Linked DNA regions of Mus musculus: all the other regions are linked to region 4. A link is a contact called in public HiChIP or PLAC-seq and promoter capture Hi-C data. All regions are on one chromosome and are shown on one strand. The core of a region is the stretch at or near the end of the contact, and the rest is flanking DNA. Distances in the headings are between cores, read along the strand shown.

Region 1 (3,565 bases), core at 284-2,783, 900 kb after region 4:
ACAGGTTTTATCGTGCAAACAGCAATCACAGAAGTACATCTGGGGCCCTTGCTTTCAGTCCCGTCCAAAGACCACACAGCCTTTTAAATAAAGCAAAGCTTTCTCAAGCAATCAATGTAACCACCTAAGTGCCTCTGGATAGGGACCTGGATGGTATCTGTGGTACCCAACTAATTTGCAGCATCACATTGGTAAATCACATCCTTTCTCGTCACATTGTATCAAAGTTTAGTAATTTTCCTCCTCCGGTGTTTTTATCCTTGCAGACCTTGGGACATCGATAAGCAAGCTTTTTAACCCAGAAGCGAAGAGTGAAGTTGGTTTGAAGGTCTTCCAGAAAGACAGCATCCCAGTGTAATGGTGAGGTGGGGACCAGCCCGTCCTATTGGGTTATAAAGTGGAGACGTGACCATTGGACTGACCCTTTAAGAAAGCACAGACTGCCCTTCGGGCCATTTGCTTGTTGAGGTCTTACTCCAAGACAACAAAACTCAACGGGCTGATTAAAGTTCATTCAAGCCCGGAGTTACCTTTTAAGTGACTGGCAGTTTAAAGCAAATTAAGAAAAACTGATGGGTACTTTTTTTTTTAATCACAAGAATTATATGGAGAATGGGAGAGCAAGCAGTGGCGAACGGCTGAGTCAAAATCCCCAGTTGCTCTTAAACTACAAAGGTTGAGGGAATAGAAAGATACTATATCCAGATGGATCGATTGATTGATCAATCAATGGATGGATGGATGATAGATACAACAGAAATAGTTTTTACATAGATTTTACCACTATATTCAGTAAATTACAACTTGCTACAGAATGCAAATCAAACCATAAAAGCTTCCAAGACTGAGGTGGGGGTACCTCATATTTTACATACTTCAACTCACTTTGTTCTTTGTGTCCATACACTAATATCAAGGTAAGTATCACACACACACAAACACACACACACACACACACACACACACACACACACACACACACACACCGATGTTCCACAGAGGGTAGAATGAATCATAGCAGGCTAGATGTTCTCTCACGGGTCACACACAGCCGCGGGCCTGTGGTATTTTTCAAAATAGAAATGGAAAACTAGTTTTTTTAATTCAGTCACGATGGAGTTCGCAAACACACAGGCCTTCCCATTTCCTTCCCGAAAGGACACGGAGGAAATGCAACCTGTTCCTTTCCCCGGCAGGCAGGCAGCCGGGGGCTTGGGTCCCTGCGCCCCGGAATCGGTGGAGCGGGAAAGTTCGGGCTGCCCGCGGCCGGTCCCCCGGAGCCTCGGCTGGCTCGGTCCCCGGCCGGCTCCCGCGTCCCCGGCCCGGGGGCACGCGGGGCTGCGGGGCTGCGGGGATCCGGCCTGCCTGTGCGCCCGGGACTGCGGGCCGAGGGCTGCGGGCCGCCGCGTACTCACCGGAGGGCGCGCGGCTCGGCCACCGCGGCGGACGCAGGACGAGCGGCGACACGGGCCGCGGCGCGCTGCTGTCACCTGGCTATAAATACCGCGGCCCACGCCGCCGCCTACGCTGGCCGCCCTCGCCGCTCCCGCCGCGCCGCAGAGTCGGCCCCGGACCGCGCCGGGCACATGCCGCCACGCCCGCCCGCCTGCCGCGCCTCTGCGGAGCCAGACCGGACCGGACCGGGCGGGGCGGGGCAGGGCACGGCAGGGCACGGCAGGGCACAGCAGGGCAGGGGCGCTGCGGCGGCCTAGGGAGAGCGCCACCCGGCCATGGCCTGCTGGAACCGCATCAGCAGCACCCTGCGGGGAACCTGCGCCTGCCAGCAGCTGGGACCGCTAACTTTCTAAGGCGACCTCGGTCACACAGCATCCCTGCCTGCGGCTGTGTGAAGGGTGGGGGTGGGCAGAGGGTCTGTGCCTGTGTGTGTCTGTATGTCGGTCTATGTGTGTCTGTGTGTGTGTCTGTGTGTGTGTGTGTGTGTGTGTGTGTGTGTGTATATATATACACATATATATATGTATATGCATATATATGTGTGTGTATCTCTGTGTGTGTCTGTGTATATGTAAATTTATATGTGTATATGCATATATATTTATGTGTCTTGTGTATATGTATGGGTATACGCACATGTGTGTGTATCTCTGTGTGTCTGTGTATATGTAAATTTATGTGTGTATATGCATATATATTTGTGTATGGATGTATATATATTCACATATGCATGTACACATACATACATGTGTGTGTGTCTGTGTCTGTGTGTATATGCATATATATGTGTGTGTATCTCTGTGTGTGTCTGTACATATGTAAATTTATATGTGTATATGCATATATATTTATGTGTATTTGTGCATATATCTTCACTTATGTGCGTATACATACATATATGTGTATGTATATATAGATGCACACATATGCATATATGTAAATATGTGTGCCCATATAGACAGATTGGTACATGGCTGTGTCTCTGTATATATGCATATATAGATAGTTGTCTGTACAGAAATAGTGTGTGTACATAGATACATACACGCACACATAAATACAAATATACGATAATGTATACATTGCACAAATACGTGAGCACACATACACTCATGCACACATGTACACATAAGCACATCTCCCCAATGCTTGTCATTGGTGTGGGTTGTCTAGTTCTCTGCAGCATGTGTCAGGAGGAACCTTTGACTTGGCCTAAGGAACCCCTCTCTTTCCTCATGTCTGCTGCTTACTCAGCCCCTAATAGCAACCGCTACCTCAGCTTGCTGGCTGCTTTAATGTGTTAAACGTTGCTATATCCAGCATGCACATAGCTAGCTACTGCATACTGACAGCTGGTGCTAATGGGAATGATCACAGTCTGTACTGTGGAATGGAAAAGGAGATCATTCTTGGGTGCCAACAGCAGCACATTTAGGAAGGCCAGGGCAACCCTTTTCCTGGCTGGACTGAGGATTCAGAAGTGAGTTTTAGGAAGCAGAGGCAGCTGCGATATCTGCGGACTTGAAGTGGCCATGGAGAGCAAGTCCTAGGGGGCTCTGCTGTCCCTCCTGCTGGCTTCACATTTTTGCAAGTGACAGTGGTCATAGTTTATTTTCTGGAAACTGTGGCTTAGCAAGTCTCTTTCATGGTGTGTCTACAAATTTCCTTGTGTGCATCCTATGTCAGCATTCTGTGCATTTCACTGTGATATTTGGTTTTTACTTTTTTTTTTCCAGTTTATCTTAACTCTCCACCACCACCACCACCACCACCACCACCACCACCATTCTTTGAGCTGCCTGGGGGCAGAGACAAAATCTTACCATTCCCCCCTTAATACCCAGTGAACTCCAGGAATCCTTCAGTGAGTTAGAGATTACTTTCTCCGATGAATTCTCAGACTCTACTGCACTCTTACTATTATAATTAGGATTCTTTTCCCCCAAACAGGTATTAAACGGTGTAACTGTTTTCATGTGTACTCTGTATGTCGTATTTTCCTGGATCTCTGCTTCAAAGACTGTTCAGTAAGTCCAAACTTGAAAATTCGGCTTTCCCTGGCCTCGGTTTCCAGTTTGTCACCTTTACCTCTAGACCATTCCCTATCTAG
Region 2 (3,470 bases), core at 733-3,232, 940 kb after region 4:
AAATTTTACATAAACGACCGAGTCTGCAGAAAGAAAAGGCAAGGACTTGCTGGGGGATGACATGCAGGAACCAAACCTAATTGGGCTTTCTTCTTCTCAGGCTAAACACACAATGGTCCTTTCTAAGCATGGATATAGGAAAAAAAAATTTTTAAGTGTCATCAGTATTTTTTTTTAAGTAGTGTCAGCTTCTGTAATCAACAGGACATGAATCAGCTAAAAACCCTGCAAGCAAACCCTACAATTTTCCCCTTGTGCAACAACAGTTCAGTTAAAACTGGTAAATCAGGCTGGACCATTACGCCGCTGGGAAGACCGTGTTGGAATGGAACACCTCCCAAGGAAGTCCCCAAACCCAGATTTTATGGGGCTAATCCATGGTGTGAAGATCTGTTAAAGGAACCGAGTTGAGATCACAAGCACCAGCACACAGCATTTTTTTTTCCCTTATGGTCTCCACAAAGAAAAGCAGTTGCAGGCCTATTTAGTGGCTTATTTAAAATGCTTTATACTCGAAGAGGGACTCCATACCTTGTCATTATGTCATTTGCCTGAATCGAGTTTGAATATAAAAAAATAAATATATTTATTAGTCCAAGGCTTTAAAATCTAGAGCTAGAGTTCTACTTAGAAAACATACATAAAAATAAACAATAGAATAAACTTTCACAGGGGAATGCATGCCGATAAAAGTGTACAGTGAGAAAGAACGGTAACTCCTGTCTGCTGTTTCCATACAAATGTATTGCATCCAGGTAACTACGAACACACATTTGACTTGAAGCAATCAAAGGCTAACCTAAAGCAAAGCTCTGTTAATGGTTTCCAAGGGTAGAGCTGACCACAGAGAGATATTCAGGTCAGCTCAATGGCTCAGTGGTTTCACACTCAGTTCTTTGGGGGAACCAGAGAAAGGACAATGAGGTCTCTTAAAGTGCTATGAGCTGAAATTTCCAGAAAAAAAAAAAAGCCACCCCAAACCTGTTCAAGACTCAAAAAGGTTGCCTAGCTGATTAGAAGTGCCTGATTGTGTAGGACTGTGGTGTAGGTCCTAAGCTGAATTATCTTGGGCCATCCCAGTTACTAGCCACTTCTGAGTCCATCCTTGGAAATGTACAGACCACTTAGCTTCTCCCATTGAAAGGTTAAAGATGCCCTCTTCAGATAATATCTGAACCAGTAGCAGAAATTTCGCCACTTTGGGTATAGCCCCATGTCCCCACCAAATATATTTTAAAGATGATTTGTGATTTTCTTTTGTTCTGGTACTAAAAAAAAAATTCATAAGTCTGTTACCAAGTTGAAACATGATATTTGGGATGGGGTGTCACCTGAATTAGTGCCTCCTCCCCGCCTGATAGGGCACATATTTGATTTCAGAATAGACTTTTTTTTCTCTTTTTTGAGGTGAGAACAGTGGTTTTGTGTGATAGTGACCAATTGAAAAGTGAACAGCTTGAGATTCAAATCACGGGGAAAATAATGGAGAACTCTACAGTCTCTTATTTTAAAGTGGGCCAGGAGTGGTCTTGAGCCCCATCTTGCTTTGCAAATGTTTAACTGTTTTATCTTTCGCCTTAAAATGGTCTTTTCTTTACAGCAAAGGATATGTCTTTCATGTAGAAAGCGTTTGTTTCGGAAAATGGCCATTTTTCCCTCTAAAGCATTTTGATGAGGTGTGTCGCTGCGGCGTGTGATAGACACACAGCCCACTGCCAGAAGGTGCATCCTGGACAGAAACAGCAGCGGGGGGGGGGGGGGGGGGGGCAAGGGGGGGTGATTGCCGGGAAAGGGCATGGCCAATGGCTTAAGGGGCGGGGCTTGTGACGACAATGAAAGTAGCCAGTGAAAGAACAGGGGGCGGGATCCTAGGCGGGGTCTATGTCGCGCTGGAGAGCGGGGCTGGTGCTGGGGGCGGGGCTGAGAGTCGCGGGCCGATGACGCACAGGCGGAGCCGCTACTTCCTGGATCCGCCGGCCGGGGCCGCTACCGCACCCTGCGCCGGAGCCGGGAGCCTGGGGCCGCCGCCATGTCCCACCAGACAGGCATCCAAGGTAACGGCGCCACGGGGCAGGGGCTCCCGGGAGGCTGCGGGCCGGAACGCTGGAGGCGCGCACGGCATTGGAGCTGCTCTGGGTGCGACGGCCCCGACTGTGTCCCTCGCGGCCCTCCCCGGCGGCCGCCACGTAACAGGCCGGTGGTGGCTGCCAGAGAACCGAGGATGTGAGGATGTCCCGGGCGACCCCGCTGCATCCCGGCCCCCGTGCCGAGAGCAGGAAGACCGAAGCTGGCTGGGCTCCTGCCGCCGGCCAGCCGAGCGACTTTTTCCTCGGGACCCGCCAAAGGAGATTGCTCCAGCACTCAGATCGTTTGAAAACCAAACAGCTCCCACCGCTGTAGGCTGCCTCCCGAACTCCCCGGATTTTTCTCTCAGAACGCGGGTGTGCCTTCCTTCCGGAGAAATCCCGAGTAGGGAGTGTTTTTCCATCTTTGGATGCTTGCACCCCAGGCAGCTGCAAAGTCTGATCTGTGTAGCTGCACCTCATGAACCCCGTGGAGACAGTCGAATGTGCAGTTTACTTGTGTATCTTACTCGCCGTTTATTATTTCCTGGTTGGAAAATAGGCAACTTGGACGTACTCAACCTCCTACGGAATCAAATAATATATCCCGGGGTTATTTAACGAGTTCTAATATAAACTAGAGCACTTCCCGTAATAGTTAACCGAGCCTTTCCCCCGGGTGACCACTTAATAACTTGTTTTGTGTTTTAAGGGTTTTTGACACTACCACTTAATTCTGTGCACATGCAGGCAAAAATAGTCTCCGATCTAACAACACTTAATCTCCCCCGTGTTACTTATGACATTTAAATATATCAAAATTATTGTTTAATGTTTGAGCCTTTTATATAACAAGACATAAATATTAGTCTTGCTTGGCAATCAACAACACAAGACCGAATTTGAAGCAATGATGACTACACAAGGGATAGGTTATTAAATGTTTATTTCCTGGGTGGCTTCTATAACTTTTTACAAAGAGATGCAAGAAAAATGTAAGATCTAGTGTATTTTACAGGTTTTTTCTTTAATCAGTATATGAGATTTGATCCTGTTGTTCTTGATGGACAGATACAGGACATGATTTGATGAAGGAGCACACATCACAAACTTAAAATTGGACTATTAGAAGCAACTTGTTAACATTTTCAAACATGGAGCAATTTGTCTGTTACTGGGTTTGACTGAAAGCATTCACCCTAGTGTTACTTCTGCTACTGAGTTCTGTGGCTAAAATGTTGAAGTTCCTGTACTTCTAAATGCTAGTATTTAGTTTTTGCTCCTCGCCAAGGCCGGTATTTTATGCTTCTGTTTTATAGTAACAATAAGAAGGGCCTGTATGCTCCACATGTTTCTTTAATTTATGTTTTCTTTAGGTGAATACAAACTAAACTACTTCTAGGTTTA
Region 3 (3,674 bases), core at 926-3,425, 650 kb after region 4:
CAAGTGTTGGATTAAAGGTATGTGCCACCACTGCCCAGCTTTTTTTTTTTTTTGTAAAATTTTATACTCTTAAAATAATTCTTTTTCTACAAATTTCATTCACCTTTGTTGGAAAGTCTAGGTCAGTGTTTCTCAGCCTTCACAATGCTGCGACCCTTTAATACAGTTCCTCAGGTTGTGGTGACCCCCAACCATAAAATTATTTTCAGTGCTGCTTCATAACTGTAATTTTGCTACTCTCATAAATCATAATGTAAATATCTGACATGCCGGAGAGCTTGTATGTGACTCCCAAAGGGGTAGAGGCCCACAGGTTAAGAACCATTGGTCTAGGTAAACATGTTGAACTCTCGTGCAAACACTGTAGCTGCTGATTGGATTTCCATATGATGTGAAGAAATGTAACTATGAAAACTTGCGTGTTCACAATGTGTAGTTTGAGTACAGTGCGTCCATCGATTCTCATCTAGATACAGTGTTATGATTTACAACTTGTGTTTTACAGATATGGGAACAACATTTAGAATTCCACAACTGGTTCTAAGTAAGCACATCACAAAAAGTAAGATGAGAATATAAATATTCCTGCCTCTCCCATCTAGACTCATAGCGATTATGCTATACCTGCCTCCTGCAAGTCTTAATGGAGATAGAAAAGCATGAGGAAAATCTCCTTTGCACCTTAGTACATGATGAAGATGTAAGGCCCTTGATGAATCAGAGTAAGAAGCCAACAGTAGCATTAGCCACTTCTCTGAGCTACCACATATCCTGGACAGCCTCTGTTTTAGGTTCACTGACCTGAGTACTTTAATCTGAAAGCGCCCAAGTGAACACCGTTTGCTGTTACCCAGTTCAGCAACACGGCCATCACTGAATAGCTATGAGACAGTGAGCTCAATGCTCTTTGGAGTATCAGCTTTGGCAACTGTCCAGCATTTTCAATGACACAATTTTGATGAGTATGCTCAATGACATCTTACTCTCTGTACACTTTACCAATGAGTAAAAACCATGAGGGGGCATTGTGTGTGTGTGTGTGTGTATGTGTGTGTGTGAATGCATCATATTTTGTTTTAGTAGATAGCCTGAATATACTTGCAACAGACCAATGACCCAGCCAAGAACAACTAAAATAAGTCTAAGTAAAAAAAAAAATAATAATAAGCTGTCTAAAATCTGTTTAAATGTTAATAAAACATCGGAGAGTAAAGAAATTGGGGCGGTACATTGGAGAAAACTGTGCATGTTCCCTGGAGACAGTTTCTTATTCTGGATGTAAGGCAATGAAGAGCTGGACTCAGCCTGATCACAGAGCAGGCCCTGTGGTCTGAAGCAAGAATACTGGAAACTTAAAGCACTGTAATTCTGGTGAGGAAGGAAGAACTCAGAAGAGGACACAACAGGCAGCTGCTGTGCCCTTCCTGGCATTTGTCACACTCTGAACTTCCTCAGGGGAGTCACCACAAGACTAAGTCAAGTCAAAAATATTGTTATAATATATGCTAAGGAGACTAGTATGGACCATAACTCATTATAGTGTGGTTTAGAAAAATACAAGGCCTTGAAGGGCTAAAGCCATGGTTCTTAGCATGTGGTTGCGACTCCTTTAAGGGCGTCAAATGATCCTTTCAAAGGAGTCTCTGAAGACCATCAGAAATATCAGCTATATACATTACAATTCATAACACTAGCAAAAATTACAATCATAAGGTTACACGGGAAATAATACTATGGCCAGGGTCACCATGACATGAAGAACTGTGTTAACGGACTGCAGTATTAGGAGAGGTTGAGAATCACTGGGCTAGAACAAAGGAGAGAGGATGAGAGAGTCCATCCTTGATGAACTTGCAAATCAGCTCCCACCACCTTCACCAGATCCTTTATGGCAGGATTACATTCTTTCCATTGTATTCTTCCAACAGAGAAAGATAAGAGCCTCTTCTGAAAAATTATAAGCTAGATCCTGTATACATTTTATACATGATATCTGCTGGTTACTCAGAAATGAATAAACAGTAAATAAGACCATATGGCTAAGAGCCCAGATTAAAGACATAGTTAAACATAACGAGCTTCAGGAAAATAGGGAGAGGTTTGAGCTATTTTACTCTCTGCTGGTGTCCTAGCATCTACAGTGCTGCCTGAATTAGGCAAATGATCACAAAACATTTGCTTAGTTTATAACGAATGGAATATTCATGTTCATATGTCATGGGTAGGCCTGTGTATGTTAAGCTTTAGAAACATCAACAAAATGGAGTTGAATCATGGAGAACTTGTACCCAGAGGACGGTGTTAGGCAGCGTGACTTGTTGGGCATATTTGCATTTCTCTAAACTGTGTTTGTAGCTCCTTAATGCAGGATGACTACCCAACTTACCTAGAGTCTTCTATGATGAGACGTGTATAGTGACTGCACTTCCCTGTAGCTATGGGCATACAGTGGGTCCTCCCTACTATAACAGTCCAGATGAATTACTGCCGTTTACAAAATAGCCAGAAGGTTTAAAGAGGAACAGTAATGATTGAGGGCCAGTGATTAGTCTTATTTTTATTGCTTTTGACAAATACTTTTACAAGTGTGCAGACCTGGCATAAAAACATCCAACAACTACTTCATTAACTTGCACATCAATTGACATTTAATCCCATTTCCCTGTTGGGTTCTAAAGAACACATAATTCTTTGATTTTTTTTCCACTTCAATAATTTTAGCCAAAGGGAAGATCACTGTAGAAACTGAAATTGTGAAATTTCACATACTCCGTTGTTGGGCATAGATTCAGAATTAGTTTTTATTGCTGGAAGGCAATTATAATTTTAATTTTGCTTGACACCACAGTTAGCTATTTCAATCCTACACCATGTGGACTTGGGCTGATGTTTCCCGCTATTAATAGATCTTGGAAATCTTGCATAAACATCACTTTCCAGGTAAAATTTCTGAGTTAATCTCTTAGAATCTACCTTCGATTTTTATTTCAATTTTCTCAAACTTTAAGCTGAACGCTCAAGCCCATTACAAACATGTGGAGACTTCAACAGACAGCATCTTGGAAAGGGAAGTAATTAATTATCCTAACAGCTCAGCAACAAGAATGGCTAAGACTATATCACACCCAAAAAACTAGGTGCTCAATGACTAGAATTAATAGACTCAAAAATGTGCTAAAGAGTGAAAGTACACTAAGATTCATGGTTCTTACAGGTAGGAGTCCTGATCACTAGCAATGAAAGTTCCAGTTCACGTCCACCAATTATTTATACTAAATGGGGGGTAGTCAATGCCAGGTGATGTAAGGGTTGTGTCGCTGAGAGTTTAACAGGGGGCTATAAACATAGATCACCAACCCAATATGGCCTCATGCTTCACTGCAGATCCATCTGTGGCCAGCTGGATTCATAATGTCACAGCTGTCTCTACCAGACATTTTTGGGCAACATAAACAAGATTGGGGGCTCGATACACAGGTAAATCATGGGTAAAGAGTTGACTTACTGCCAGGAGCTTGCCCCAGCAATGTTTCTCTCTAGAAGGCAGCCAAGAAAGGGTGAAGCAAAACTTGGTATTATGAAAGTCCAAGTTGCTTAGTGTAAATAATATTTACTCCCCTTGAATCTTCATCCTTGATTCCTTGTCATTGTGGGGCCAGAGAAGCCGATGGTTT
Region 4 (3,573 bases), core at 240-2,739:
ACATCTCATATTGCCTATGGCTTGCTGTGTTTGGTTCAGGTCTTGTTGAAAGCAGATTCTGATTAATTGGAGGAGGACTCAGAGCTCTCTAGAAACAGATGGGTGTTTTACTCACTCTTGAAACTAACTTATCCATGATGGAAGAGAACTGACTTAAAAATTCAATGCAAAATTTAGGTAGCACTCGAAAAATATACACGTCGTTGATGTTTAATTTATTTATTCAGTCTTCTAATAATCACAAATAATCCCACTCTTTTAGTCCTAAGAATGTATGAGGAGGGGGGGTGAGTAAAGTCTACATGAGTATGGTCAACAGTGAGTGGGCTTCTTAGTTTCCTGGGCTCAATCTTTTACTTAATAAAAATATACTTATCTTACTATGTATCTACAAACCTACTTATCAACCTATCTACCATCCTATCGTCCATCCTTCATCTATCCATTCATCTACCATCATCCATCCATCCATCCATCCATCCATCCATCCATCCATCCATCTATACATAGTCTTATCTGTATCATCTATTCATTCTAACACGTACTGACACTTGTTTTTCTCAGTGGGTAGAATCCCCTTGCCTTGCCCTTTGACCCTTGCTGCTGTGTAGTGTCCTGGACTTTGGATTTGGGAAGCACTCTAAGGTTTCTGGAGCTGTCCAGCAGCTCCTGGCACTTGGCTAAGTTCTGTGTGCTGTCTGCGCCTGGAGGCTCTCCAGCGCCCCGCCCTGGGCAGAAAGCCTCTCAGTCTGGGCTGGCCAGGCTTCCCCTGCTCACTACCCATCTCCTTCGGTCTCCCGCGCCTGTCCAGCTTCACCTAGGAGTCTTGCGTGCTTTGGCTGGGTTCCTTTTCCCGCCCGGGAGGGGGTGCCCTGCGCCGGGGCTGCCGTGCAGCGTGAGTGTCTAAGTGAGGGCTTCCCTCTTTTGCCCGAGGCGGCCGGGTGCCTTTCTTTGCAACCTCGCCTCCTGCGGCTGGGTGGTCCTTTCTCTCGCCGGGCTTTGGAGACACGCGCCCGATTTCGAGGGGGTGAGTGCAAACGCCGCCCATCAACTTGGCACCTGGCATTGAGATCCTAGGATCCCGAGCGGAGGCTGCGGTTGCGGGCTTGCGAGGGTGGTTGAGGACCTCTGCGGGCAGGGCTGGCTGGACCAGGCGCTGCGTGTGCAGGGGGAAAAAGAGGCCGCCCCGCCCGCGCCCCGGCTCGCGCCCCGCCCTCCCGGAGCGGTCTCGGCGGCTCCAGGCTCTCGCCATTGTCTCCGCCTTTCCAACAGGTTCGGGCGCGGGAGCGCGGGCGGGTGCGGGGCGGCCCGGCCCGGCTTTCCCGAAGCCGCCTCCCTTCCTCTGCGTGCGCGCCCGGGCCGCGTGGCTCGGCGGGGCGCTGCTCGGTGCAGGTCCCCGCAGGTCCCCGAGAGCCTGACCCGGCTGCGGCCCGCCGCGTGCGGGAGCGATGCGCGCAGAGGCGGCTCCAAGTTCGGCGCGCACCCGGGGGGGGCCGCCCCGCTCGGTCTTAGGTGTCTGAGCCCGGGTGGCGACGCCGAGGCGGTCGCAGGAGGGGCCAGCGCGGCTTTCCCGCTTCACTCCCAGCACCTCTTGGTTTTTATCTTTATTTTTAAAGAGGGAGACGATGGACTGAGACGATGCACGCCATGGAATCCCGGGTGTTACTGAGAACGTTCTGCGTGATCCTCGGGCTTGGAGCGGGTGAGTGGCCGCCGAGCAGGGCCGGGATGTTCCCCGCCATGGGGTCGCCGCCCGGTGTCCCTCTGGATTGGGGAGCTCTGGAGGATTTGCATTTGGGTCCTTTCTGTGCTTGTCCTGGGGACAGCGAGGCGGGTCACACCCTTAGGGTCTGTGGCTGAGGGGGAACTTTGCACAGAGAGGGGCTTAAAGTAGGTCAGGAGATGGGACCCAGCGCTCTGCTATTTTAAGCTTGACAGCGCGTCCAGGTAAGGCTCTCCCTGTGGAGGAGCGAGTTGCCTCTTGTCAGCACTTCCAATATCGTCGCCAAGACGCGTGCTTTCTTTGCTGCTGTAGAAGCTTGCGTTTTAATGGCCCCCTTTCTTTCTTTCTTTCCTACCCTTCCCCACTCCCACCAGTTTGGGGGCTTGGTGTGGACCCCTCCCTACAGATTGACGTCTTAACAGAGTTAGAACTTGGGGAGTCTACAGATGGAGTGCGCCAAGTCCCGGGACTGCATAATGGGACGAAAGCCTTCCTCTTCCAAGGTATGGCCCAGTGTGGAGCCCCATGTGTGTTGCGGGGAGCTGGCTCTGCGGCTTCTGGTAACTTGGCTTGGCGCTGCACGCTGCACGGAGCGGGCGGAGAGTCCCAGCTGGGGCGAGGGGGTCTCTGTGAGCTCAGGGTCTGACTCTTTTTAAGTGGGTTCTTTCTCCTCCCCTCCTCCCCCTCGCACTCCTTTTCCTCCTCCTTACTTGGTGCACTTGGTGGTTCTAATGGATAGTGCCTTAATTACCGACTAGAAACTCCAGAGGCAGATGGGTGATTTGGGCGTCTAGGGAACAATAAATTGTAACACAAACGCCTCATTTGGGTGGAATGGATTTGGGAAGGAAACAAGATAGCTCAATCTTGGTTAAAATACTGACCTCCCAAAGTTTCGGCGCTGTGGTGCCTGACCAGAGGAATTCCTTTATGGTATTTTTACTGCACATGTCTGTACTTGAAGCACGGTTACCATGGAGCGCTCCCCATTCTCCCGTGCCGATCAGCGGCGAGGGGAAGGCAATGCTACTGCTACGATTATTTTGAAATCATTTCAAGGGGACGTTCACAGAAGCATAGCCCTATATCACCATAATTGTACGTGTAGAATTTTAAAACTTTTTTTTCTTTTTGAACTCAGTGGATATTGGCTATTCATTACTGTCCAGACTTCAAATCATATTTGAATATACTGTTTAGTCAGAACAAAATTTCAGAAAAAAAAAAGCCAGCCTGCAAATTGATTGAGTAAAGCTTTTGAAAACTTCTCGCCTTGTGGGAAGGTGCTTAGCCCGAGGGTGTAAAAGGGGGCTAAACTGTCCAAGGAGATGGAATTTAAAAAGAGGCACTGGGGATGCCCTGTATCCTGAAGATCAAGGCATCCTCCCACCACCATACATGTGTGTGTGTGTGTGTGTGTGTGTGTGTTATGTGTTTCTTTTGCTATTGGGAGCTATGGCTTCAAATTGCCATCAAAATGCAACTGATAATTACTGAAACGTTGGCGATGCAAAATGCAACCAACCCAGCACATCTGCCATCAAGAAGCAGACATAGTAGGCAACTTGGATGTTTCTGTGGTGGCGCTGTTGCCTCATTCAGCCAGTGCATGTCACCATGGACAGCAGCTCTTGAGCTTTCTGTAGGGAGAGGGAAAAACTGACATGTGTTGCATTTAAGAAGAATTTGTGTTCATAATAAATTAAAACGTAAGCTCTTTAAAAATGGGTTTCAGTTAAGGTTGTTAATGAGTGTTTTTATTGCAACGAGTGTTTATGATATTTTCTTTACTCCGAGATGCTTTGGGGAGGGTGGGGCTGGGATACTGAAGACAATAGCTAAATGTAATC
Region 5 (3,373 bases), core at 261-2,760, 870 kb after region 4:
AAAGTGTAACCGAACAAAGCCTACAAGCTCCCCTATGGAAAGTGGGCAGTATATCTCATGGACATGATACAGTAAGCAAGCAGCAGAGGGTCGGTTTAACCAACACTACAGATCTCACACCTCTCCACTGAACCAACTCACATAGATTTTCCTGACGAATAGACACAAAAGGTGATCTCCATTCTCATTTTATAACATTTAACTTATATATAAAGAAATAAAAGGAGCCACTTGTTGATACAAAAGAATTATTAAAACTGAAAGGGGTAGCTGTCTTATTCAGCTATACCGTCTTTAAAGTAGACAGGGCTTTTTTGTTTCGGTTTGGTTTGGTTTTGGAGGTTGTTTGTTTGTTTGTTTGTTTGTGTTTGTTTTGGAACAAAGGCACAAGTTTAAAAGAAAGATGTGTTTCTTTTGCAAGATGTGTTTGTGCAGAAGCAAAATGCCATCAGTGAGAAAGCACAGAACCAACACCCAGCCCGCCCTCCCTCCCTCCGTCCCTCCCTCCCTCCCTCCCCCTCTCCCCCAACCCTTGCTCACCCAGCCCGCCCTCCCTCCCTCCCTCTCTCCCTCCCTCCCTCCCTCACCCAGCCCTCTCTCTGGAAGACAGAAAGCTAGGGGTGGGGAGGGAGGGCTGTCTCTGAGTTTATGGGCCAATCTCCAGGGATCCTGCACCTGGGCTCAGGGCACCTCACTAACTGACTCTGAGCAAAGTCTTTGTGTGTATGTTTTGGGGGTAGGAGGTGGAAGGGTGAAGACTGTACTCCCAGAAGGAGTGGCACACACTTGCAATTCCTTACAACCCCCAAACAGCTGCAAACCTCACAACCCCACAAAACAGCTTTGACATTGGATTCCCGAGCTAAGGCGCACTGAGTCTTTTTGCACACAAAACAAAACATTAAAAAAAATCAAACTAGTTATAAACAAAAAGTTATTAGTTTTCTAATTGTAGGATAGCTCTGGTTTTATACATACCGTTCAAGTAAGAGAATGCCATCCAGGAAGGGCTGAAAATTAATTTTTAAAAAGACATGCTGACTGGGATGCTTGCTGCCAACCTAGACAGCTGGAGTCCGATCCCTGGGACACACATGGTAGGAGAGAACGAATTCACACGAAATTCCTCTGGCCTCGACATACATGCTATGGTGCACACGCACACATACACACAATTTTTTAAAAACAAGATGCAGCTTCCAAATTTGTAATTTATGGCAGCCTTTAATCATGCCAACTGTTTGATCTTCAGTTTGGAGACATAAGGAGAGGCATTGGGACTTCACTGTATAATGAAGTATAAGTGAGAAGCCGGTTTTCTGGAAGAAACGCTACAGACAGACTCCAGTGGTTTGAAGGAAGCTTTGATTTTTACTCTGACACAGGGCACATCTGTGCATCCCGATGCACACAGGTTTCTTTCCTAATGCCCACGTACTAAGCTTCATGTGGCACTGGGCTCGCCAGATGGAACTCTGTCATTCTGGCTGCAGTGAAGCCAGCCTCCTGGGGGCTGGGCAGTGGCTTCTGTAGCAGGGTGGCTCGGTGAGCCAGCAGCTCTCAATTATTCATGACAACACTGAGAGGCTAGGAGCAGGCTACCTCAAATGCAGAAAAAACTAATTAGCACTCATCTGGGTTGGATAAATCTGGGATGGATTAAACCGAGCCCATGTATAAACCATGCCAAGACAGAGTCTACAGGAAGGAGTCGGGCTCCTTAAAATACAATGCAGAACGGTCCAGAATCCAAACATGGCAGGCAAAGTGAGGAAGAGGCCTGGGGGGCGCCTCTCTCCGTTAAGCTGCACGCACTGGTGACTTCTCTCACAAGAGGACCTCTGTGTTTGCTCCTCTAGAATGGGGCCCGCTGTGGGGTAACTTGGAGAGTGAATTCCCTCTGGTCCAGCAAGCACAGGGCCTGACACACCACAGTAGGCTGCAGCCAAGGCCACAGTGGAAAACTGTTGACCATACATGTCTGGGTTCTAGGCCCAAATTGGAGTCTTTGAACTTTTAGCAGGCAGAGCAGGCCAACCAATGTTACAGTCGAGGCAGAAAATAAGAAAGAGATTGAAGGATGCATTTGGGGAAGAAATCCTACTGCAAATGGTCCCGAGTAAGTAACGGAGATTTAAAAAAAAAAAAAATGTACAAGCCAAACAACAGCACATGAGCTAAGCAAAGGGACTGACTTCCAGTATCTTAAAAGGAAGCAGGTCATTGTGGTCAGGATTCTAAGCAGCCAGGGCTTGGGCAGGCAAGCATGGGGATCTATGTAAAATCCAGCTTGCCTCTAACTCCATTACACACACGCTCGCGCGCGCACACACACACACACACACACACACACACAAACCTCTTGAGTTCCTGTCCTAAGTTTAAGCAAATCTCAAGGCTACAAGCTACCATATGTATTTCATTTCTTAAAAGCAGATTACTTATAAAAAATAATCTGGGACAGCTTGTGTTTATTGCGTGCTGCTCAAAACGAGTGACACTGCCTTGTTCCTTGACAAAGACAATTTGGTATGGTTTGCTTTTGCTAGGTGGTTCCCTTGGGCCTCTCCTATTGCTTCAGCAACTGCATATCGAATACCAAAGGCTCTTTTATTACTGGTAAAGTGCAATTCCTACCTGCATCCCTAGAGGGGCTTTGGTCACCTGGCCTCACTCTGTCCCACTGGGTCCAATTTGATAGCAGGATTAGACTCCCAGAAGTGAGAGATTTCAGTGCGGGTTTAGCTGGTGAAGGAGCCAGCACGTTGGAGAGTGTTTTTAGTTAACACAGCGCATGTGAGCTACTGGTCCTGCCTGAAGTCACAAGGGACTTAAGCTGATGAACAAGTCACATAAAAAGAAAACCAAAAGCACAACACCAGTTACGCAAGAGTCTGTGTACACTAAACACAGAAAGACGACACAGTATAGGTTAGGAAGAGCAAGCTAGCTGTGCTGCCCTGCTCACCAGGATTCAACACGGATTTATAAAACTTGCTGACATCCTACCCAGGGGTGGGGGGAGGGGAAATGGAGAATCTCTTCCTATTTAATGGAACAGGAAGACAGAGTGTTCTCTTTGTTTTCATCCCTTCTGCGATGTTATTGAAGAAGAGAGGTTCATCCTCAGGACCAGGGAGATGACTCAGTGGGTACTTACTGCCAAGCCGGGTGACTGCGGTTCAAGCCCAGAATCCTTATGTTGAAAGGCAAGCTGTCCTCTGACCTCCACACTGGAGCTTGACATGTGTATGAGGCATGCGCGCACACACACACACTCACCATAAAGAATATATATGAGAGATAAGATCGCATGTAGCCCAAGCTGGCCCGCAGAGACAAGGATAGCCCTGAATTTCTGACTCTCTTGCCT
Region 6 (3,547 bases), core at 160-2,659, 720 kb after region 4:
AGTCATGACAGGGACGAAGAACATCCTGGTTTTGTAGCTCTGCTGAAGTGTGAGTGTAGCAGGAGGTGTCATATGACACAAAGCAAGAGTCTTCAGAAAAATCTCCATTGGACAAGGCTCCTTCTGAATCCCTCTGCTTCTCAACACCACCTCACCTTGTCTTCCTGACGCTCTGTGCACCTTCTCTTGCCATGCTGTCTTTGTGGTACACAGTTTTGCTTCATATACAACTGAGTGACCTCAGGCCTCCTCTCCTCCATTCCACAATCATCATCACCACCACCACCACCATCATCACCATCATCATCATGAGTGGCTAAGGACACAACGCTGTCTACTTCCCTGATCCCCTGGGCCTCCGCTCCAAAGCTGGGCCTCCACATTCTTTCTCTCCAGCTACGAATTTCTCCAGAAAATTCATGCCCTCTACCTGGTGTCTGTCAGCAGACAACCTTTCTCAAACCCTGCAGCCGTCCTTCATTCTCTCTCTGAGTGTGGATGTGTATGTCTCTGTCCCTCTCCATCTCTCTCCGTCTGTGTCTCTCTCCCTCTCTCTCTCTCTCTGTCTATGTGCTGTCTCTCTCCATCTTTCTCCATCTCTGTCTCTATCTCTGTCTCTCTCTCCCTCTCCCTCTCTCTCTGTATCAGAAAACTCACCAATTCAGAGCTGCATTTCTCACCCCTCCCCCCACCCTCTTCATCTCTTACAATCTCTGATATCTAAAATAAGTGTTGTCACATCTGTGCTCCAGAGCTCCCCAGACACCCCCTTCCCCATAAATAAGCCATTACTGCGGCAAGTTAAATCACTCAAAGACTCCCTTAATATAGGCACGAGGACATATCAGGTGAAAGGCCCACATTGGCCAGGAAACATTTATCTCGGAAGCATCAGGTGAGCCCACCAAGTGCTTCTGCTCTCGTGGGTTTTGTGGGAACAGGAAAAGAACAGCCTTCAGCAAGCCCTACCCTATCCCCCAGTGGTGGAAACAGTCTTTGCATGTTTAACCATTCCCGGGTGGAGTCTTCATACTTATTTCTCATATTTGGAAATCCTCTGATCTTTCTCACTCTCTCATCTTTGTTCTCCAGGATTCAGGATCCCTTCTGCCTAAACTGTGTCGAGGCAGAAATCTATATCTACTCCTAAGCTGATTACACAGTGGCCTCATTTAGCCTGTCATCACTCAGCCAGCTGAGAGGCCTGGGCTCTAACTTCAGTCCATAAAGCTGTCACTGCGATCCTCAAGGACAATTTACAGTGACATGCCCATAGGCGTGTCAGGAAGAAACGCACGTGAGTGTCAGAATCAAACACTTGGTGGCAATTTACTCTGCCGCTTCTGTTGCTGTGATTTTAATGAGCACGCTGTACACGTGCGTGTGGGCCTCACAAGGCATTAGAGAGTGGTGCTGTGTATGGTAGACGCTGCTGACAGAATGAAAGGCCGTATTTCCATAAGGTGATAAGGAGATGCTGGAAACTGTCGGAAGTGACTTAACAAAACGGATGCCATGGCTCGTTTATGTTTTCCTTGAAATCAGGGCTATTTCCTGAAATGACAGTAAATACTACATACTCTGGGAGCTGTCAAATTACAAGTGCCTGCACAGATATCATCGGAAGAGCCCCACACTGTCTGATGCTCACCTCTCTCTCCAGCTCCCTGTACTCCTTCCTGTTATTTACATAGTTTTCCTTCACCTCAAAGAAAAGAGAAGAAAAAGAAAAAGAGGAACTGCTCATCAGGTATGTCTTATGTGCTGGCGCACTATTCTAATTTATTTTTAAACTGTAGCTCCTTTGAACAAACTAAAACACCTCCTTCCCATCTTTGGCTGACTTCTCTAATCTGCAAGATTTACAGAGGAACAATGTATAAAACCCCTCAATGACTCAATGAATACAAAGGCCGAGGGAGGGCCTGCGGGACGGCATCAGCAGGTTAGGAACACTTGCTGCTTCTGCGGAAGACCCAAGTTCAGATGCCAGCGTCCGTATCTGTCAACTTGTACCCACTGCAACTGCAGCTCCGGGACGGCCAACGCCCCCTCTCAGGCCTCCATGGGCACTTGCATTCACGTGGTAGACACTCAGACACATATGCATACGCATAAATCAAAGTTAAAATAGATCATAAGCGGTGGAAGCTGAGGAAGGAGCAAGCCAGATGGTGCGGTGGGTAAAGGAAACTTCTGACAAGCTTGCTCACCCGAACCCCATCCGCACGACCACTAGCCGCTGGCCTTTGACCTTCACACACCTAGGCATCCATAGCTGACCTTGGGCCTCAGCTGCTTGCACTCCCAGACCCCAGTTCCTTTGCTGCAGATTCACAACACAATCCGCCGCAGCACAATGTGGACACCAGTCCTTCCAAAGAGAAACCCATTCAAAAATGAAGCTGTCTGTATAATCTTTAAAATCACCATGATGGGTGTGTTCCTTTGCCTCACAAAATTAATTAACGGCTTGGAAGAATGAAGGTGAGAAGCACCGTTCGGTTCATATTTAATTCAACGTTGCTTTAATAAATAAATAAATAAATAAAGTCATGGGGGAAATGTTGGCCTTGGCATTCGAGGCATAGAAATGGCTGGACCAGGTCACAGCACCTTGTGTGCCTTGTGTAGAGCATTTGGGTGAAAGAGCATCCTGTTGTGAGCATCCATCGCGTTCCACAAAGGAACACCGGCTCAGAGCTTGTCACTCGGCTCTATCTATCCCTGGTGTGCTTTCCTTCTGAGCGGGGCTTGCCGAGGGTCTCAGTGGATATACTATTCGGCAGCCACACTGCCTGTACCTGATCTCAAAGGCACAGATGACGACTGTGTCGGAAACAAGAACATCTCTGTCTTTGTCTCTTCAGTGTTGGCTTTCTCCAAATTAAATATTTAATAAAAAAAATTAAAGGTACATGTTCTCAAAAAGGTACACGTTTTATCACTAGAAAAAAGTAACATTTCAGCTAAAAATGTGCTTTTATATGGAATAATCTCAAGTTAAATAAAATGGGAAATCTGGTAAAATGCTGACTTGGGGGGGAGTGAGCAGATCCACTTCACCTAGGTTTTCCCACTCTGCCATCCGGATAATTAAATCATGGAACATAAAAGTGTTTGCCCTGCCCCACACCACACAGTCACAGAGCTAATTGGGTGTGGGATTAGGCCAGAGTCTAGATCCCACTCTGGGCATAAAACACTCAGGTGGGCTGCCCCACCCCCATAATTTACAACAGGTGAGCTATTATTAGCAAATCCTTCAGTTTTCTAACATACCATCTGGCCACACAGTCTCTGTCGTTTTAGCAGAAAGATGTAATGACACCATGACTTCCTATTGTTCTCAGGTCGCCCATGTCTTTGTAGGCCTCTGCATGTGAATGTGAAGGGAGAGGGCTTCAGAGACAGAAGTGCTGTGTGTGCGCAGGTGGAGGCTGCTCTCTCAGATCAAGCACCTTCCCAGCGGGACTCCTGGCCTGTCACTGCGCATGTGCATCATCTGTTTCCGCCTAGAAGGCGGGCCTTACCACAGCTTTGTTCC
Region 7 (3,761 bases), core at 321-2,820, 810 kb after region 4:
TCAAGACCCTGGTACGCCACTCCTGGGCCTATACCCAAAAGATGCCCCATTATATCACAGGAATACTTGCTCAACTATGTTCATAGTTTATAACGATGTGCTATGTTCATAGCAGCTTTATTCATAATAGCCAGAAATGGAAACAACCTAAATATCCCTCAACTGAAGAATAGATAGGAAAAATGTGGCACACCTACACAATGGAACACTACTCAGCCATTAAAAACAAATAAATCATGAATTTTGCAGAACTTGAGATTATCATCCTGAGTGAGGTAAGCCAGACCCAAAAGATCATACATGGCATATACTCACTTATAAGTGAATATTAGCCATAAAATACGGGATAACCATGCTACACTCCGCAGACCCAAAGAAGCTAAACAAGAAGGAATGCCCAGGCAAGGAAGCTAGAATCTCACTTAGAAGGGGGGGGGGGCAATTTAGCCATAGGAGGCAGATGGAGGGCGGGAACTGAGTAGAGGGGGGACGGTAAGGGAAATGGGGTGCAAGATCAATTGTAGGGAGGGACAGGAGAGGGGAAGAGAGGGTCAGGGGGCCAGGAGAATTAACAGAAATCTGAAGCTGGTGGGGAGGTAGGGGGAAGGAGACACCTCACATGCTAGAGACCTGGGATCACGGAGTCTCCCAGGAATCAATGGAAATGACCTTAGCTGAGACTCACAGCAGTGGGGATATGGAACCTAAAGAGGCCACCTGATGTAGAAAGGCAAGAACCCCGTTGGAGCAATAGGGACACCAACCCACCCACAAAACTTTCAACCCAAATTTAACCTGTCTACAAGAAATGCAGGGGCATGGGATGGAGCAGAGACTGAGGGGCTGGCCAACCAATAACACGCCCAACTTGAGACCCACCCCATGAACAAGCACCAATCCCTATCACTATTAATGATTCTCTCCTATGCTTGCAGACAAGAACCCAGCATGGCTGTCCTCTGAGAGGTTCCACCCAGCAGCTGACTGAAACAGATGCAGACACCCACAGCCAAACAGTGGACAGAGCTTGGGGGCTCTGATGGAAGTTAGGGAAAGGATTGAAGTCCCAAAGGAGATAGGAACTCCACAGAAAGATCAACAAGTTAACTAAACTGGACCCTTGGGAGCTCTCAGAGATTGAACCACCAACCAAAGAACATACATGGGGCTGGACCCTCACATATGCAACTCAGTCTTCCTGTGGGTCCCCCAACTGTAGTAGAAGCTATCCCTAAATCTGTTGAATGCCTGTGGATCCTGTGCCCCTAATTGGGCTGTCTTATCTGACCTCAATGGGAGAGGTTACACCTAGCCTTGCAGAGACTTGATGTGCCTAGGTGGGGTCGGGGGGGGATACCCAGAGGGATCTCCACCCTCTTAGAAGAGAAGAAAGGGATATGGGGGAGGGACTGAGGGAAGGACCAGGGGAGACAGGCAGCAATCAGGATATAAAATTTAAAGGGGGGGGGCGGGGGTGAAGTATCCAAACAATAAGCATCCTAGCAGACTTTTGCTTCCTGCTCAATTCTCTAATCGTTAAGATGTAGGCCTGGACTTTGGAGCACATCTCTCTTCATTCCTGCCTTTTATAAGGCTGGGTCCTGTGTATAAACAGTGCACTATTCTTCAATACAATGCACACCACCATGTGTGGGAAGCCACATACACCGTTACAAGATGGCGCTGGCTGGCCATGCCCGTAAGTTCGGGTAAACAACCAATGTGCACATGTGCATAAGGGTTTCGCCCAAGCCACAGCCCATCCCGGGGAATGTAAATGAGGTACTGAAAGCACAACCAATCAGGTATAGACACGCCACTCCTAGGCCTATATAAGCAGCGCCAGTTCTGGGGCTCGGGGTCTTTCGCCTTTGCTATCAAGCTCTCCCAATAAACGTGTGCAGAAGAATCCTGTTGTGGCGTCTTCCTTGCTGGTGAGTCGGGCGTCCACAACCATGCTGTGGCTGCAAACCTCTCTCTTTCTGGTGCAGATAGGTGCTACTCTCCTTTTTCTTTGTGTGTTTCTCCTCCCCAGCCCACCCCACCCCCCAAGAGATAGCTAGTCCAATGGCAGAAAGCGTGCACCTACCATGCTAAAGCAAAACCTCACTGGAGTGGCTGCAGCCCCACCAACTCTCCCATTCCAACCCCCCCACCCCTGTACTGCAGAGCAGGCTACACCCTTAGAGGCATTGGTTATATTAATTGAAAGGTGTGTTAACACAATTTTGGTTCACAGGAAAAGTTCAGGGATATCAATGTACACAGGAGCTGAGGCGAGATGTCACTAACCAACTGGGAAATTCTACAAGACACTAGGAGGGACAATCCAGAGATGTAAGACTCTGAAATTGTCAAAGAAAAATATCCAGGGTTGTGACCTGGTCTCAAACTCTTAAAGAAGCTCTATTAAAACCCCCAGATCCTAGCTATGAGACCTCTGGGCAAACTCTGTCCCACAAAGCACGGTTTGAGTTGGACGTCCTTCCTGGTGCCTGGCTGTACCTCCACGCATGTCATTTCACTCTTCACCCTGTGCAGGATCTTTTACCAATACAACTTCTCATGTCTCACTCCCAACCTGTCTTACTTAGGGTTTCTATTGCTCTGATGAAACACTGTGGCCAAAAGCCACTTGAGAAGGTTTACTTCACTTCCTCTATCACATCGCAGCTCATCATTGAAGACAGGCAAGGCAGAAACTCACACAGGGCAGGAACCTGGAGGCAGGAGCTGACTCAGAAGCCATGGAGGGTGCTGCTTACTGGTTTGCTCCCTATGGTTTGCCTAGACTGCTTTTATATAGAATGTGGGGCCACCAGCCCAGGATGTCCCTACCCATCATAGGCTGAGCCCTCCCCTATCAATCACTAATTAAGAAAATCCCCTACAGCTTTGCCTTCAGCCTGATCTTATGGAGGCATTTTCTCAGTTAGATTTCCTCTTCCCAGATGACTCTAGCTTGTGTTAAGTTGACATAAAACTAACCAGCATATAGTCTGGATCCTCAATTCCAGACTCTTCCAAAGACTGAGAACTGAGTCTCTAAGCCCCTGCCCTTGGCACTGCCCACAGGCTTCCTGCCCAGGGATTCAGGTTCTACATTCTCCTTCTTGCTCTGTCCTATCGCAAGATAAGCTTGTCTACTCACTTTTAACATCCATCTAGCTGGGTTATATTTTCCAACAGTCCCATGGTTTGTACAGCAGGAGAGATTACTGCATCCACCCCATTGTGGGAGAAGAAACTGCTTATAAGATGCTAAAGGCAAACCTGAGACTCTCACCTACAACCTCCAGCATTCATGGAGAGGGAGTCTCAGCTTATCTTTAAGTCCATAGGCAGCATTTTAGTGCTGAGAGGTGTTGAGCAGAGAATAAAACGCAGAGATGTTTCCCCTGGTACCGGAAGTGTGAGAGTCTGAAACTCCACCCTTTGGGTCCATGAAATTCATTTGCCCTTTGTCTTCACCTCCGTTCATTCCCCAAAGATGTCTAAAGCCTTAGGAACTGGTGTCTGCTTCAGGATGGAACTGGGTGAAAGCAGGAGCCTCGTAATTTACCCCTTATCAAGTCAGTTGTGGTCAGGGCGTTCTCAGTATCGAGGGATCACAGGCCTCAGCTTAGACTAAATTTAGACTCAATTCTGAATTGGAAAAAATTTAAAGCACACCAGGCTAGAAATATCCTTTCACACTTTTTTGGTTTGATTTGGTTTGGTTTGGTTTGGTTTGGTTTGGTTTTTGGTTGGTTGGTTAGTTG

What was found. Promoter capture Hi-C pulls out the DNA fragments that hold promoters and counts their contacts. HiChIP or PLAC-seq counts read pairs in DNA pulled down with a chosen protein or histone mark.
Region 1: a promoter capture Hi-C map of liver shows a contact between it and region 4, with 10 times the contacts expected there. The contact joins the promoter of Tmem117 here to the promoter of Nell2 in region 4. A contact is called at or near these places in 5 of 39 promoter capture datasets (embryonic stem cells, hippocampal neurons, liver and 1 more) and 1 of 115 datasets of contacts at active chromatin or transcription factors (astrocytes).
Region 2: an H3K27ac HiChIP or PLAC-seq map of oligodendrocyte precursor cells shows a contact between it and region 4, with 13 times the contacts expected there. The contact joins the promoter of Twf1 here to the promoter of Nell2 in region 4. A contact is called at or near these places in 2 of 39 promoter capture datasets (cranial neural crest and hippocampal neurons) and 4 of 115 datasets of contacts at active chromatin or transcription factors (astrocytes, embryonic forebrain, embryonic stem cells and 1 more).
Region 3: a contact with region 4 is called in a promoter capture Hi-C map of hippocampal neurons, with 10 times the contacts expected there. The contact joins the enhancer-like site here to the promoter of Nell2 in region 4. A contact is called at or near these places in 13 of 39 promoter capture datasets (the 3T3-L1 cell line, 3T3-L1-derived adipocytes, the HPC-7 cell line and 7 more), 8 of 115 datasets of contacts at active chromatin or transcription factors (embryonic basal ganglia, embryonic forebrain, embryonic hindbrain and 5 more) and 1 of 9 other capture datasets (embryonic stem cells).
Region 5: a contact with region 4 is called in a promoter capture Hi-C map of hippocampal neurons, with 4 times the contacts expected there. The contact joins the enhancer-like site here to the promoter of Nell2 in region 4. A contact is called at or near these places in 5 of 39 promoter capture datasets (cranial neural crest, embryonic stem cells, hippocampal neurons and 1 more) and 3 of 115 datasets of contacts at active chromatin or transcription factors (astrocytes, embryonic hindbrain and embryonic stem cells).
Region 6: a contact with region 4 is called in an H3K4me3 HiChIP or PLAC-seq map of neural tube, with 8 times the contacts expected there. The contact joins the enhancer-like site here to the promoter of Nell2 in region 4. A contact is called at or near these places in 6 of 39 promoter capture datasets (the 3T3-L1 cell line, cranial neural crest, embryonic stem cells and 3 more), 10 of 115 datasets of contacts at active chromatin or transcription factors (embryonic basal ganglia, embryonic forebrain, embryonic hindbrain and 6 more) and 1 of 9 other capture datasets (embryonic stem cells).
Region 7: a promoter capture Hi-C map of embryonic stem cells shows a contact between it and region 4, with 13 times the contacts expected there. The contact joins the enhancer-like site here to the promoter of Nell2 in region 4. A contact is called at or near these places in 11 of 39 promoter capture datasets (the 3T3-L1 cell line, the C10 cell line, cranial neural crest and 7 more), 1 of 15 datasets of contacts at CTCF or cohesin (the NIH/3T3 cell line), 6 of 484 Hi-C or Micro-C datasets (cerebral cortex, cortical neurons, embryonic stem cells and 2 more), 10 of 115 datasets of contacts at active chromatin or transcription factors (astrocytes, embryonic basal ganglia, embryonic forebrain and 6 more) and 3 of 9 other capture datasets (adipose tissue, embryonic stem cells and pancreatic islet).

The regions. Positions count from the first base shown.
Region 1 is chr15:94,627,153-94,630,717 of GRCm38.p6, reverse strand. It overlaps Tmem117 (transmembrane protein 117), which reads right to left and starts at 1,533. Exons shown (of 8, transcript NM_178789.4): 1 at 1,416-1,533.
Region 2 is chr15:94,588,336-94,591,805 of GRCm38.p6, reverse strand. It overlaps Twf1 (twinfilin actin binding protein 1), which reads left to right and starts at 1,982. Exons shown (of 9, transcript NM_008971.4): 1 at 1,982-2,054. The coding sequence starts at 2,030.
Region 3 is chr15:94,873,837-94,877,510 of GRCm38.p6, reverse strand. All of the region lies in intron 3 of Tmem117 (transmembrane protein 117), which reads right to left. Among named protein-coding and RNA genes, the nearest start is that of Gm31007, 20 kb to the left of the region's middle. Within about 2 kb of position 2,175, at least 2 of the 459 cell types and tissues checked have an H3K27ac peak or open chromatin away from gene starts, as enhancers often do. A contact at or near this core is called in hippocampal neurons, where this site is marked.
Region 4 is chr15:95,525,930-95,529,502 of GRCm38.p6, reverse strand. Nell2 (NEL-like 2) reads left to right here and starts at 1,489. Exons shown (of 20, transcript NM_001356951.1): 1 at 1,489-1,702; 2 at 2,098-2,226. The coding sequence starts at 1,639.
Region 5 is chr15:94,657,463-94,660,835 of GRCm38.p6, reverse strand. The region is part of intron 2 of Tmem117 (transmembrane protein 117); the gene reads right to left. Among named protein-coding and RNA genes, the nearest start is that of Gm25546, 22 kb to the left of the region's middle. Within about 2 kb of position 1,510, at least 32 of the 459 cell types and tissues checked have an H3K27ac peak or open chromatin away from gene starts, as enhancers often do. A contact at or near this core is called in hippocampal neurons, where this site is marked.
Region 6 is chr15:94,801,578-94,805,124 of GRCm38.p6, reverse strand. The region is part of intron 3 of Tmem117 (transmembrane protein 117); the gene reads right to left. Among named protein-coding and RNA genes, the nearest start is that of Gm31007, 92 kb to the left of the region's middle. Within about 2 kb of position 1,409, at least 18 of the 459 cell types and tissues checked have an H3K27ac peak or open chromatin away from gene starts, as enhancers often do. A contact at or near this core is called in embryonic basal ganglia and neural tube, where this site is marked.
Region 7 is chr15:94,717,955-94,721,715 of GRCm38.p6, reverse strand. The region is part of intron 3 of Tmem117 (transmembrane protein 117); the gene reads right to left. Among named protein-coding and RNA genes, the nearest start is that of Gm25546, 38 kb to the right of the region's middle. Within about 2 kb of position 1,570, at least 1 of the 459 cell types and tissues checked has an H3K27ac peak or open chromatin away from gene starts, as enhancers often do. A contact at or near this core is called in embryonic stem cells, where this site is marked.